Linked DNA regions of Mus musculus: region 1 is linked to region 2. The links are chromatin contacts, called in public Hi-C maps. All regions are on one chromosome and are shown on one strand. Each heading gives the region's core, a stretch centred on a gene start, on an enhancer-like site or on the middle of the called end of the contact. The rest is flanking DNA. Distances are from core to core; before and after follow the strand shown. Region 1 holds the start of Cog5 (component of oligomeric golgi complex 5). Region 2 overlaps Slc26a4 (solute carrier family 26, member 4).

What was found. Hi-C and Micro-C count contacts between places; a contact is called where the count stands out from the background.
Region 1: a Hi-C map of uterus shows a contact between it and region 2. The contact joins the promoter of Cog5 here to the enhancer-like site in region 2. A contact is called at or near these places in 2 of 39 promoter capture datasets (frontonasal cranial neural crest and stem cell-derived epiblast-like cells), 1 of 15 datasets of contacts at CTCF or cohesin (the NIH/3T3 cell line), 2 of 484 Hi-C or Micro-C datasets (the N1E-115 cell line and uterus), 5 of 115 datasets of contacts at active chromatin or transcription factors (bone marrow-derived macrophages, embryonic limb bud, embryonic stem cells and 2 more) and 3 of 9 other capture datasets (adipose tissue, liver and pancreatic islet).

The regions. Positions count from the first base shown.
Region 1 is chr12:31,651,352-31,658,693 of GRCm38.p6, forward strand. It overlaps Cog5 (component of oligomeric golgi complex 5), which reads left to right and starts at 3,518. Exons shown (of 23, transcript NM_001163126.1): 1 at 3,518-3,632. The coding sequence starts at 3,539. It overlaps Dus4l (dihydrouridine synthase 4-like (S. cerevisiae)), which reads right to left and starts at 3,475. Exons shown (of 7, transcript NM_028002.2): 1 at 3,339-3,475; 2 at 940-1,090. The coding sequence starts at 1,055.
Region 2 is chr12:31,533,027-31,540,051 of GRCm38.p6, forward strand. Slc26a4 (solute carrier family 26, member 4) reads right to left here. Exons shown (of 21, transcript NM_011867.4): 10 at 6,157-6,270; 11 at 2,810-2,887; 12 at 2,585-2,680; 13 at 2,224-2,330; 14 at 119-188. Among named protein-coding and RNA genes, the nearest start is that of Slc26a4, 23 kb to the right of the region's middle. Within about 2 kb of position 1,600, at least 20 of the 459 cell types and tissues checked have an H3K27ac peak or open chromatin away from gene starts, as enhancers often do. A contact at or near this core is called in the N1E-115 cell line, forebrain and uterus, where this site is marked.

The DNA.
Region 1 (7,342 bases), core at 2,268-4,767, 120 kb after region 2:
AAGGTAGAAGCAATCCAAATGTTTACCAACCAATGAAAAGAGAAACAAATGTAGTATGTACAATACCTAGTAGACTACCTATTCACTTTTACACAAGGAAGGAAAGGCTGGCATATGGCACTATGTGAATGGACCTTGAAACAATTTTCAAAATGCTAAGGGAAACTAGTTATTCTCAAAAAGACAAGGCTCAACCACATGAGGCATCTAGAATAGTCAAATTCCTAGGGAAAGAAGCAAAGTAATAGTTCCTAGGGGTTGGAAGTGTGAGGAATGAAGAATTACTGCTTAAGGGGTTCAGAGCTTCAGCTTTAAAAAATCAGACACTCAATGCTGCATAGATACATAAACCTTGACAGTTAAAAATAAGGGAAATAAGTTTATTTATTGGTTTTGTCTCTTTTGGAGATAAAGTCTCAATATGTAGCCCAAGATACATATTCCCAAAAAAAAAAAAACCGTGCGTGCACATTTATATCTATTTAATACCTAATGTATGCTAATACATTACCATTTTTGTAGGTGTTGGGCTAGGGATGTAGCTCACTTGGTACAGTGCTTGGCTAACACCCATGAGGCTCTGGGTTTGATCCCAGCATTAACTGAGCTAGTCATGATGACATATGCCTTTAATGCCAGCACTTGGGATATGGAGGGAGAGGATTAGGCCTTCAGCCACACAGCAGGTTTTAGGTAGCCTGAGATACATAAGACTCTCTGGGAGAAAAAAAAAGCATGGAGAAATGATCTACTTAAGGTCACAAATATACCAGCAGAGTGACAGCACTGGGATCCCATTCTAAATCACGATTCCAAAGCTAGGGGTTTGAAAAGCCTTTGCAGGTGAGTCACCATACTATGTGTGGTGAAAAATGTACAAAACTGGGTACATCTAAGGGAAGCTAAATATTGGCTTATTAATAATTTAACAATACTTACTTTGAATATCGAACCATCGGGGCACAGACTTTTACCAGCTGTCCAGAATGAAACATTTCTATCGGGTCTTTTTTTCTTTCTTGACATATTGTGGTTGGTAAGGAGTCACTTCTCATGTGTACAGGTTAGTTTCAAGTCTGAAAAAGACAGTCTGCAAAGAGAATTATGCATTTCAGTATTTGGAATCCCCATCACTGGGCTGGTCACATAGCTGTTGTATGGGAGGATACTTGCTGCATGTGGCAGACCCTGGGTTTAAATTTCAGTATTGGAAAAAAAAAAAAAAAAACCAAACAAACCCAAAACTATTATTCTTGTAATTTCATCTTTCATGAGCTTGTGTACTCAGAAATAATTTGAGTTTCTTTCCCCCTTATCAATAAAAGAATATCTTCCCAAATTCTGCCTCTACTTACAGGATCAATAAATGTGAAAAACTGCACAGAGTAGTTTTCAAAGACGATATGGGAAACCACTAGGTTTTCCCTGTGTGTGTCATGTGATGATTTGATTGTTACTTTTTTGCTTATTTTTTGAGACAGGATCTTGCTATATACCAGGCTAGCTTACATAGTTGCTAACCTAACCTTGCCGGTGCTGGGATTACCCTGGTGTGCCTCCATACCCAACTTCAGATTCGTTTTTAATTTCATGCATTTTACTTTCATGATTAAACCAAGGGATCTGGCTTTAATTGCTTCCCATAAAATACTTTGTATGATAGACAAACCGAAAAAAAGGAAAGTTAGGTGGCAGTAATAGAAACTCGTATTTCAAAACAAATCCTGGTATTTTGGGGCTAGAGAGATTGCTCAGTGGTTAGGAGTATGGACTATTCTTGCAGAGGATCTGAGTTCAGTTTCTAGCACCCACATTGGGAGGATCATGGTACTTCTATGCTCAGTTTCAGGGGGTCCTACACCTCTGGCCTCTGAGGGGACTTGTAGCACACACATATATTCATCTACATACATACACATACAACTTAAAAAAGAAACTCTGATACTTTTATTCTAGTTTTTTTGTGAATCAGAAGGCAGAAACAACTTTATTATTTTAAATAATCTAAATTTATTACCAGTGAAGATATTCAGTTATTACCAAGTAAGTGCACCGTAAATAACTTTTATGCCCAAAGTACAAGTGATAAAATTGTTTAATATTTTTCATGTTGTACTTAAAGCTTTTGACTTCATAGTTTTTGTTTTTATATTCCATTTTGGCCTTTGTAATCTATTGCCAGATAAAAGCTAACTCTATAAAAGGCTAGTTGTTCAAAATTCAGTCTTTAATGTTTGGCAGTAGGCTAAATGAACACAAGGCCAATATACTGAAGGATGTCATGGCTTGCAAGAAATCTTTGGAAGTGTCAACACTGTTCAGAGGAAAATGGGAGCGTAATTAAGCTAAGTCAGAGATGGGCTATGTCGATATGAGGAATAAACACGGAGTAAACCACTAAGAGACTATTTGCAAAGGAGGGAAGAATCTTACACATTACAGAACTGGTACACACTAGGAGGTGGTGATCGGCAATGGCGTCATGACTGACTTTCTAAAGCATGATTTTGCTCTTACTCATTCTTGTGGCCAGACTAAATGGCAAAGTCTGCTTCAGTATGAATTTCTTGAATAAGCTATAGCTTTCAATCTTGATAGTAAATTAGGATGCAGAAACTTTTAGGAATAAAAATGCTTAAGTCACATCCAAGACCAAAAACAGCTCTCTGAACTTATGGGATGAAGGTATCAATATTTTGTTTTAAAGTTCTCCAAAGCATGCAGCACCGGACATAATATTTTGGTAATATGTGCTTCTACACCTAGAATTCCTTTTAAAATATAAGTGAATTTTTTTTTTTTTGAAAACTTGTGCTGGTATGTATAGTGGGCGTTAAAAACTTTATTGCATATTAATATGTAGACTAAAGTCAATCTTTTTTTTGTGAAAAACAAGAAAGCTAAGGAAAGAAAATCATCCTGTAATTCAGATAATGCTATTCGTCGTGTATGATTATTACAAACAAAGTAGTTTCGTAAACTATGCATACTGAAATCTAATGCAACTCTAGGCGCGCTGCCTCTCGCTACCGCATCGTGACTGAGGTCAAACACAGGAGGGAAAAATCTTCTGAGGCGATGTTAAGGGAATGCAAAATGCAGAGTAGCTCCAGACCAACTCAATAAATAGTTACGAATATTTAAACGTTTTTATTTTTAAGGGCAGAGCTTAACAACTATTCTTCCCCAGCATATACTGCCTGCTACCCGGGCTTGCCACTCCAGGCGGGGACTAGGTAAGGCTGAGCAGCCCTAAGCTCCCACGTGTTGGGCGAGGAGGGCCGTGACGCTCCCAAGAGCCTCTTCCCCACGCCGGAGTTCTCAGGCCCAATACTTGCGTTGGAGATCGGCGCGGTGGCTGCGTCCGGAGCGGAATGGGAGAAGGCCCCGGCGGCGACCTGTCTTTCCTTGCACGTAGGATTGTAGTACTTAGGTTCCCAAACGCAACCCGGGCCGGGCAGGTGGGGCGGCGCCTTGATTCTGCGTCACTTGGAGGGCGGGGCGATTGCAAGACGTCATCAACCCGGCACTTGCCAACATGGAAGGTGGAGACAGCACAATTTCCGTAGCAGGCCGTGGGGCTTCGGGTTCCGCAGTAGTGGCGGCGACCGTGCAGGCGATCCTGCAGGACGGTAAGGCGTCGGACGGTGGCCCGGCCTGGGTCGCCCTGCCTTGCGCAGAGTCCGAGAATCCTACCGGTCACTTTGCACAAAGTTTTCCTGTCTGGACTTGGCCACTCCCCTCCGCCCGGCCCCCTGGCGTCCGGGATTGTCCTGGTCCCCCAGTTTCACGGGGAACGTGTTCCTCTCTTCCCGTGGGTGTCTTGGGGAAAACACCTGGTGTCTAGTTGCTGGGGTTTGCACTGGATCATGATGCGCCCGGGACATCGCTGTAGTTCCTGCACGACGTGGTCGGGGCTGATAGCCGCTACTGCTGCTCAGTTCCTGACCAAGGATTGCACTGTCCGTGCCCAGAAGTGTGAACTCACCCTAGGTGACAGACCGCTCGCTGCTTAAGGAAAGGGATGGAGGATGCAAAATGTGGAGTTGGAAATTTCCGTGTTCAGTTCTTGGGCTATGCAGGTGCCTCTGTTATCCATACATGTCGAGTACTGAAGTCAGGATTACTGGTAGTTTGAAGAGAAATTATCCCAAGTAAATTAACTATATACCTTTCTATAGTATAGTACGCTTGAAAGTCAAGTTCGGTTGTATTAATGCTCAATCTGAGAGACAGAACAAAATTCAGTTTGCTAAAGGTATTAGGCCTTAATCATCCCATCTTTTCTCTAGTTGACACTAAGTTCTTTCATCTATTAAAAGCGTTTGCATTTATCACCTTAATTGCTTCCGAGGCCCTTGCGCCTCCTCCTCCCCAATCCCCTTCCCCCTTGTTTTTGAGACAGGGTTACTCTATGAAACCCTGACTGTTTTGGAACTCCCTGTAGATCAGTCAGTCTAGCCTTGAACTCACAGAGATACACCTGCTTCTGTCTACCACCTGCTGGGATCAAAGGCTACCAAGCCAAGCATAGGAACCTCTTTTTATATTCCACAGAGTTAAAAGCAGTATTCTGCATACAGTAGGAACAGATTTTTTTTTTTAATTTTCCACATAAGAGTGGCTTAAAGGATCAAACTGAAATTTAAATTATGGTGTTTTCCCTGATTGTTGAATATTTTATATCTTTTTAATAGATATTTTATATCTTGTCAAGACTAGTGATGTTTTTCAGAGTTAGGTTGTGGTATATTCTTAGAGTTTCTGCCTGATGCACCTCATCTTTGTGTCTTAATTGAAATTTAAATTTAACCAAGTTTCAAAATCCTGAAACGAGTGTGTGTGTGTGTGTGTGTTTAATAGCTGTCCAGCCTTTGAGCTTAAACTGAACTTAAAACTATGCTTGCTTTTTTCCTTCTGTGGTTTCAAATACAATTAAGTAAAGTCTCAGCAATTAAATAAAGCCCTTTGTTTTAAGGACATTCCCTTCCTTTGTGCTGTGGAGTTTATTCCTGTCTAGAATCCAAACACTCCCATTCTATAATGTTAAAATCACTTTGCAGAGGTCCTCATTGGTTCCTTGGAAGTAAGTCAGATGGGCACTTCTGCTTCTTATCCTATTTAAACTTGTAAAAGCTTGGCTCTTTCCTTGAAGTAATTTGTTATATGATATAAGGATCCCACACTATTTGTTTATTTTTCAAGACAGGGTTTCTCTGTTGTAGCTCTGGCTGTCCTGGAATTTAATTCGTAGACTAGGCTGGTCTAGAACTCAGAGATTCACCTGCCTCTGCCTTCCAAGTGCTGGGATTCAGGACCTGTGCCACCACTGCCCTTGTATATATGTATGTATGTATGTATGTATGTATGTATGTATGTATATATGTATTTATTTAATTTCCTAAATTCCTTTCCAGTTTCCCCAAATGTACCTGAAAATTTGATCATTTTGTTCAGTAACCAATTCACTGTCTTTAGAATTTGCCTAAAGATAGGGTTGATAGGCTCAGTGAACAGGTGCAGAGTTGGAAAATTTGTGAGCAGCTTCTGATTTTTCACTGATAAGAATACCACAAAAGAGATAACTTATGTGATTTATTCTGGAATATCAACCACTGAATAATCTGCTAGCTGTGTTCATCTTTTACTGTCGCGTCTATGGGAGATTGTACTCACCATTTCCTTTACACAGTTAGCTCTTTTGATTTAGTCATTCTTTCCAGTTTCTTTTTCTCTAAGCATTCTTCAGGAGTTTCTTTACCCAACTCCCCAGGTTCTGGTGTCTTCCTGGGTTCTCAGACCTATGTTGTCCACTTTCTAAGTCATATAATCACTGTGTTGGTCATTGACACACAGTAGAGTAAGCTGGGATGTGAGAACCTCATGAGGAATCGCTTCCATCTTACTGGCCTATCTACACATGGGACATTTTCTTTATTTTTTTCTTATAACTTTTTTTATTCTTTCTGAATTTCACATCATGTACCCCAATCCCAATCATTTCCATGTTTCTTTGTATCTGCCTTTCACCCTTATAGTCTCCTCTCTAAGGAAAAAAAAAAAATCTTGCTGTGGAAGCTGTGGCGTATCCACAACATCACAACATACCCCTTTGTCCACTTCTTTACTTGGCAGATGTTCATTGCAACCAGGCACTGGTCTGGTTCGAGGCTTCTGGCTTCTGCTACACTATCTATTCTGGATCCTAACTAGGATGCCTCTTGAATATCCTGTTGCCCTGTGTCATGGAGATCCTGCAGTTTTGAATCTGTAGGGCTGGCCCCTTCTTAAGCTTCAGCAGTTCATAGATGTTGGTATGGGCCAACTCAAAGTCCTGGATCTGGGCCTGGGTGATAGTTGAGTTGATCAGCCTGCTAGTTCTTCAACACCCATACCAGCAGGGCCAGCTCTCTAGCATTGCCCGGGTTAGCTCACCCAGTGCTGTAGCTGCCAAGAAGTGGGGCCAGCTCTTCTGCTCTTACTGCTCATTACAGCCAGCTCTGTTGTGCTGCCCAGGTGAGGTGTGGGGTCCACTCTCCAGAGTGCTGCAGCCAGTGAGAGTCTGGGCCAGCTCTGCTCAGCCAGCCCTTGGACATCATCGTAGTCCTAGGCAGCAGCCCAGACCAGGGACATCCACCTGGCCTTTGGTGGTAACATGAGCCATGGACATTGACAGAGACCCCTGCTGCTGCATAGCCACAAACCTAGACATGGCCCTTTCAGGAGCTCAAACTGAGACTGTTTTATGGCTCTCTTAGGCACACTAATTAAAATTTAAACCATAACTTTAGCTCTCATGGTACCTTTGCTTTCCTAATGATAGATAGACTGTAACCTGTAGGCTAAAATAAGCGTTTTCTTCTACAAAGATCACTGTTTTTTTTTTTTTTTTTTTTTTTTTTTAAATCACAACAGAAAAGCAAACTAAGACAAATTCATCCTTCTCTTCTGAATTATGGAACTATATTTTAACCATGCACTGGAATTTCTGTGTTGGTGAACAACATATGAACAAGTAGTACATATTCTATGAAAACATTAAACAATGTAAATTTCTTCCTGTTCTTGAGTCTTTTTTCTGATTGTGTTGCTTCTTATGGTTGGTAGTTTGTTAATTGAGTGCTGACCCTTTGTGCAGTTGTCAGACTCTTGGAGGCATGGGCTTGTTTCTCATCTCTGTATACTTAATGCCTCAGGCATCTAGCTTCATGCAAAACTGAATTCCTTATATCAGATAAAGAATATTCCATTAATTATAGAAACTTGGGAGTTTTCCTTGGTTTATTCTACCTTATGAACGTATCAAGTCCAACTCATTATCATGTTCAGATAATGGCCAAAT
Region 2 (7,025 bases), core at 350-2,849:
GGACTTTCCCAACAGAAGTCCTCTTGGCTTGTATCTAACATGCTAAAAGAAATCTGAGGCTCCTTGAATTCTGGGCTATCGAGCCTACCTGGGACAAGTGTTTCATAAAGGCACTTACGTTTTTATAATGTGTGATGCTTTTGTAGATGTCTGTGCTGGGGACACTTCCAAGGCCATTCCATGAAGGGCTGTAAGAAGAAAAATGAACACTGGAATTTTATCTTTTAATTTATTTTATTTTATTTTTTACAACAGTTAAAAAGTTAAAAAGAAATCACTGCTATGAGAGAGAGCATCGTTCTGGTGTTTTGGACTCTGCCTTTATTGCCGATGACATTTTCTTGTATCTAACTCTGAAATGAACAGCTGGTGTTTGCGTGGGACTGAAGAAAGAACTAACTGTGAGTCTCTTCTGATGGCTGGGAGACATAATGAGCAGTTTGGAGTTCATAACAATTTATAGCAGAGGCGTCAAGCTTTCTCACATGGCAAAGCTGGAAGCCCGGCCGTAACTCTGAATAGCCAGCACTATTATCCCTGTTTTATTAGTTCATAAAATAATGTCCAGAGGAGCTAGAGGAGCCACTGGGTGAAGGACGCATAGCATGTCTTTCACACGTGGGGCTTTGGTTCTTCCACTCCTTGTGATTTATGGCAACCTGCTAATGGATACGGTGTCTGCAAATGATCAGATTAGTCTCTGCTTTTAAAAGCAGCAGCCTTCCTGAAGCAACCCTTGCCTGTTGACCAGATCACCCGTTTCCTGTTCCTGGTGCCATCAGATAAAGTCCTTGTCTCTCCAACTGTGACTAGTGGCATATGCTGAATGCAGCCCCTGGAGAAGGATTAATTGTTTGGGGGTCCTTTCAGCATTGTGCTTTCTAGATCAATGTTATAATTACTGGAAATTAAATACTATAAACGGTACTGCTTTTTGTTGGCTAGGCGCCCGGTTACCAAACCAGCAACTAAATTGTACCACCAAGCTTTCCCTTGGCACAACACTGAGCTCATTTTTAAGTTAAATCATAAGTTAGTCTTTCTCAAAGAGAAAGAAAAGAAAAGCCACCTTCCTTCTCAAACAATCTCCTAAAAGGCACACTCAACACAAGAGGCAATGTCCCCTACAGACAGTTTCTTCATTGTTTCCTTGTAGCAAACTGGGCCCTCTGGAAGTTAATGAACCCTTTCAGGACCCTGTGCTAAGGGAGCCAGTCACAGCCTTTCAAGTAGAAACCAGCATGCTAACAGAGGGCGGGTGGGCCGAGAGCTGGTTGGTGGCAAGGGAGAGGTGAGCCCATGCTAAGCTGAAGATATCTATGTTGATGTTTCCCAGGTTTCTTCTTCCATCACTGCCCAGGCAGAGAAGAGGGCAAGCATCTGAAAAGGCAAGGAAAAAACTAAAAGGGGCAGAGGCTGTGCTCCGCAAGCCCAGGAGGACACACAGCTAAAACCAAAGTCAAAACAAAACCTGTCACCAACCAGATAATCCGCCTTCAGCCTGCCTCGCCTGCCTTCATAGTCTATTTCCACCATGACTCATAGCTCTGCTGCATCCACGGAGCATACGAACTAATCTTGTTTACTTCACATAATTGGGCATTATGTGCCTTGTCTGTCGGATTGGAATGAATCCTGACTGTAATAACCATTGTAAAGGTCGCAGTCATGTAATGAGTTACTAGCTCTAAAGAGTAAAATACGTAGGAATACATTGGAGGAGCCAACTTGTTCTGTGCCCGGTTCCCAGTTTTATGACTGCTGCCCAGTGCCTCTAATTTCATCTGATTTAACCAGGATTGAAACAAAGCAAGTTCAGACTTTGGCTGATCCGTGTGTCTAGCTTTCATGTTAAGACAATCAACCAATGGAGAGCAGAGCGGAGCCTGTGAGGGAAGGGATAGATAGGGAGTGAGCTGTGTTGGGATTTAAGACTTAGTTCTGCCAATTAGTAATTAACAGCATTAAGAAAGATCTCTAAGCTTTCTGAACTTAAACTTTCTCACCTGCAGAGTCAGACTAATTGGACCTACTCAACAGTGTAAGGCAGTGTGTAACTCATACACTCAGTCAGTACATGATATTATAAAAAGAAGTTGTGTCGGATTTAATGAAAACAGGCTAGGAAACGTCAGGCTGTGCCTCCTCTACTATGCCTGAGTTCGTATCTGGTTTTTTTTTTTTTTTCAGGGGAGGGAGGTTGTTTTGTTTTTTAGTACTTACAACTGAACTCTCAGGACCACAGTCAGTAGTGCAAATAAAAGGCCAGCTAGCAAGCCGAGGTCCAGCCCCAGAATGATGGACATTATGCATGTAAACACCCAGATAACCTAGAGGGGGGAAAAATGAACAAGATCCACATTAGTTCATCAGAAAACAATCAAGTGATTGAGAATGAATCTTCCCAGAGATCTAGGACCTTCTCATAGAAACATAGACGCAGGCGTGGCCTGCTCCAAACTACTCTAAGTGTGCTCTGGAGTTACAAACATTCAGGCTAGATTTAGGGAATGGACATCGTGAGTGACAGGCACATCAAGACACGGTGCTTCATTTAAAGGGAGTTGTGTGGTAGGTGACTTACAGCATCAGTCTTATTCTGCTTCCACAGACGAGGAACGTCACACACCTGCATAAACATCCCTTTCAGGTTGGCAATGACAACGGCCGCCAAGACTGACTGTAGAGAGACAGGGAAGGCTGTGTTATCCAAGGCTATGGTTTCTGCGTGTTGATTTCCGATATCCTGCTATTACTCTTATAAAAGTCTGGTGAAGAGAAATTGGTGTACAGAAAAGCAGGGTTTTACCTTCTGCAAGGGTTCCAGAAGCCTCCCCAAGGCAACGATGGCAACCATCACAATCACAGCTGAGATGAGGCCAGCCACCTGAAAGACACTTCCATGAGGTGGGCACACCCTGCTCACCACAGGAGTGCACTCAGCCCTTCCTCATCTCTCCCTTTCCGCTCAGTATTTAGAAAAATGAGCATTATTTACTGAGCCCATGCAACATGGTAAAAAATACAGAGCAATATATATCCACTATATGCCCAGTATTGTTGAGAAATTAAAGAGAATACGAAAGCTAAAGCTGTTAAAGTCAAGCTAGTTTGAGTTTCATTTGAGTGGCTAGTGCCCACTGATGTCAATTTATGTCATCCTGCCGGTTGTTTGATGTGCCATGAGACATAGACCCTCCCAGTTCCTCCAATAACAGAGATGGCTGTCAGACTTTTGGGAATGAATCCTTATGACACATATTAGGCTCTTCTGCATTGTGAAGACAGCAGCCATAATGGTTACTCTAGTAACAGACATACCTGTAGCTCATAACTTCCATGAACACCTCAGGGAAAATAAATTAATCCATCTTATCACAAATTCACAGCATCACACCGGCACACCAAGACCACTGCTCCTGTCTCCTCCAACAACTGTAGGCACAGGTTCCAACCAAACACTGGCAGCAGCAGTGGAGCAATCATGGGGTAAAGGAAGCTCAGAAACTTTACCTTCGCTGGCAAAGAAAAGTTCTGCTAAGATCCATAGAGAGTAAGGAGAGAGGCTGGGGGGGTGGGGACTATTCCTGGTCTGATCAGTTGGTTTGGCCAATGAGATCTCTGCTGAGACAGCATAAGGCATGGCTGATCTGAAGACTAGAAACTCTGCAGCAAAGGAGAAAAGACAGGGAAGCAGAAGCAGACAGGTCAGAGGAAGGAACAGGAGAGGTGAATGGAGCAAAATCCCAGCCCCACGCGGCACCCAGCGAAAAGAAGCAGGCATAGCAGACGTCAGGGGACACATTCATTCCATTTGGCATACTGGCTATTTATGTTTAGGTATGGGTTGGCCTGGGCAATATTATGAATATTATAAATATTAAGAATATCACTCTACATTGTCTACTTCCTCTTCTTACCTATGATCTTCTGGGTCCATGGCCCAGGTTTCCAGCACCATTGTGAATAGATTCCTCTTCTGTCTAAAAAGATAATATTCTCCTCCCTTCTTCCCCTCCCCCTCCTCCCTTCTTCCCCCCCCCCCCCTCCCTTCATGTCTTCTATCTTCTCCAGTTACTTGATCGGTATTTATTGAGTCACTTGCATTCTTGCTAAGGTTGAGGGACTTTATGAGTTGGTAAGAGGTACATTTGGAGACAGGGACAACTATCTGCACAACCCAGGACAGGAGACTGGCCATTCACTCACCAAGGATATATAGTAGAAGTCCCTAATTATAGACTCCAAAGCTGATTTTGATCACACTATCAAAACCTTTAAGGGATTAATTACTTGACTTTACTGTATAAAGCTGGTTTGTGGGAAAGCATAGACCTAACTATCTTTGAGAAGACTCAGTTTCTGGCAAGTGAATTACTGTTAAGTGAGAAGGTAATTAGAGCTATAAAGTAATTTGTATTAAGAATCACTTTTTTTTTCTGAGCCAGCAGAAGTCAGTGTAGCAGTGAGAGAAAGAACAGGGAGGGAGGTTTGGCTCTCTACAGTCCCAGTATAGAAAAGAGTTAAAGTCCACCAGCTCTCGTTCTTCTGTTTGTTCTTCAACAACTGCATGTCTGATACTCCTTAGGTGCCAGACCCAGCGTGTGTGTCACAGATGCTAAGAGGCCATTTCTCCCTCAAGGTGTAGATAATCAGCATTTAGTCACCAGTGCATGCTAGGACTTCACACTGTCTAGTTTAGACCTCTCAGCACCCTCTCGAGGTAGATATAAGTGGTATTCCCACTCATACTGAAGTGGAGGCTCTAGCATAAAGTAGGAGAAACCACACAAAAGGACTCAGTAGTTTGACTGGTCACAGGTCCCTGGATTTCAGTGCAAGGTCTTAGACTTTTAACCCTAGAACTTAATATGCTTTCCAGTAATTAAATATCAAGCCGGTTCTGCCTTGTTTCCTTCTTCATTCCGACCTCCTGGCTTCCTTCCATGCTAAATATAATGCAGGCCAGTGTGTGGCCGAGGATATTAACTTACCAGAACACCATGATACCCCAGCCCTTTGCCAAGGAGGTCACTTTACATGACATTATTATGGGGCAGCCAGCCCAGGCCTTGTTTGGGCCTGAAGTGTAACAGCAGGAGAATGGCCGGCAGTAGATCCAGCTGCACCCACAAGGGACCAAGCATCCTGGGGAGACCATCAGTGCCCAACACTAATGCAAGCTGCAGGATCTCCAGATGCTGACAGCTCGAGCCTGCAACAGGCCTAGCCTGGGCTGAACTCTGACCGCACCTCCTCTTGGCAACAGACCTCTGCTTTTGCTTCATGGTGTGTACTGGTTCCTTCACCTATTTCCTCTAAACTAGAAATATGAACAGGAAGTATAGTAACTTGGGTTGGAGAGATGGCTCAATGGTTAAGAGCACTGGCTGCTCTTCCAGAGGACCTAGGCTCGATTCCCAGCACCCACTTGGTGGCTCTGTAACTCCACATCTGTAACTCCAGTCCCAGGGGATCCCATACTCTCTTCTGATATATATATATATATATATATATATATATATATATATATATATATATATATATATATATATATATATATATATTGCAAGGCTTCAAAACACTTCATTTTTCTGCTGGAGATTGGACTCAGGGCCTCACACATTCAGGGCAAGCATTCTAAACTATATCCTCAGCTTTTGTTCCCCACCCTTTTTAAGATTTATTTGTTTTTGTTACATAGGTAAATAACTGTTGCTATCTTTGGACATACTAGAAGAGGACATCGAATCCCATTATAGATGGTCATGAGCTACCATGTGGTTGCTGGGATTTGAACTCAGGACCCCTGGAAGAACAGTCAGTGCTCTTAACCTCTAAGCCATCTCTTCAGTCCTCCCTTTTATTTTGTTGTTCTGAGTGTAGTTCTGTGTGCAGTTATGAGCCATGTAAACACTGACAAATAAAAATTTGGCAATCATGGTTCCAGGAGCCCGTAAATATTGCTATTAAAGAATTTTTTTTGATAAGGGTTGGGCAAGTCAAAGAGATGAGGCCCAAGTTGGATCAGATAAAGAAACACAAGTTCCTCTCTGAAGGCTAAGAACTGTTGTGTCCAGTTTTGTGGAAGCTTCTCTAAGCCACCATCCCCCTCCTGTTACCTGCTATCAGGGTTATCCCTCTGTCTCTACGTACCTGTGTCTTCCCCCCGGTGCTCTCCTGGACAGCCGTTCGAGACAGAGCAGTGGTAGCCACAAAACAGGAGAAAAATCCAGAGAAGACGTTGCTTATCCCAAAGGCAATGAATTCCTAAGGGAGAGACTGTGTGACAGGGATGCTGCAGAGGGAATCATCCCCAGGCCCTCATCGAGTGTCCAGCAGGATGGCTCAGTAGGCACAGGGGCTTGCCATGAAAACCTGGTGACATGAGTTCAAGTCTCAGAACCCATGCAAAGGTGAAAAGAGAGATTTGACTCCACAAAGTTGTCCTCTGACTGCCACACATGGTCCATGGCACACGTGCCCACTCACATCATGAGCATACACACAATAATCACTTAAAATAGCAATAAAGCACCAATTTAAGAAACAGCTAATTCTGTTGGGTCAAAAGCAACATGAAAATTAACTATTAAGCTAGAAAGAGAGCTTCTCACGTGGTCATTTATTAACTTAATAGTTAATAAATCAGTGCTTATGCAAGCTAGCTCTATGTAAACTTGATACAAACTAAAGTCATTTTGGAAGAAGGAACCTCAATTGAAAGGCCTCACCGTATTTGACCTATTGCCAAACCTGAAAGGCACTGTTTTCTTTTCTTTCTTTCTTTTCTAAATTTTTGTTTTGTTGTTATTGTTTTGTTTGGTTGGTTGGTTTTTCTAGACAGGGTTTCTCTGTGTAGCCCTGGCTGTCCTAGACCTCAGCCTATAGACTCACTCAGAAATCCACCTGTCTTTACCTCCTGAGTGCTGGGCATAGAGGCATGTACTACTGCTGCCTAGCTTTAGGGCTTCTTTTGTTTTCTAATTAATGATTAATCAGAGAGCTCAGTTCACTGTAGCCGT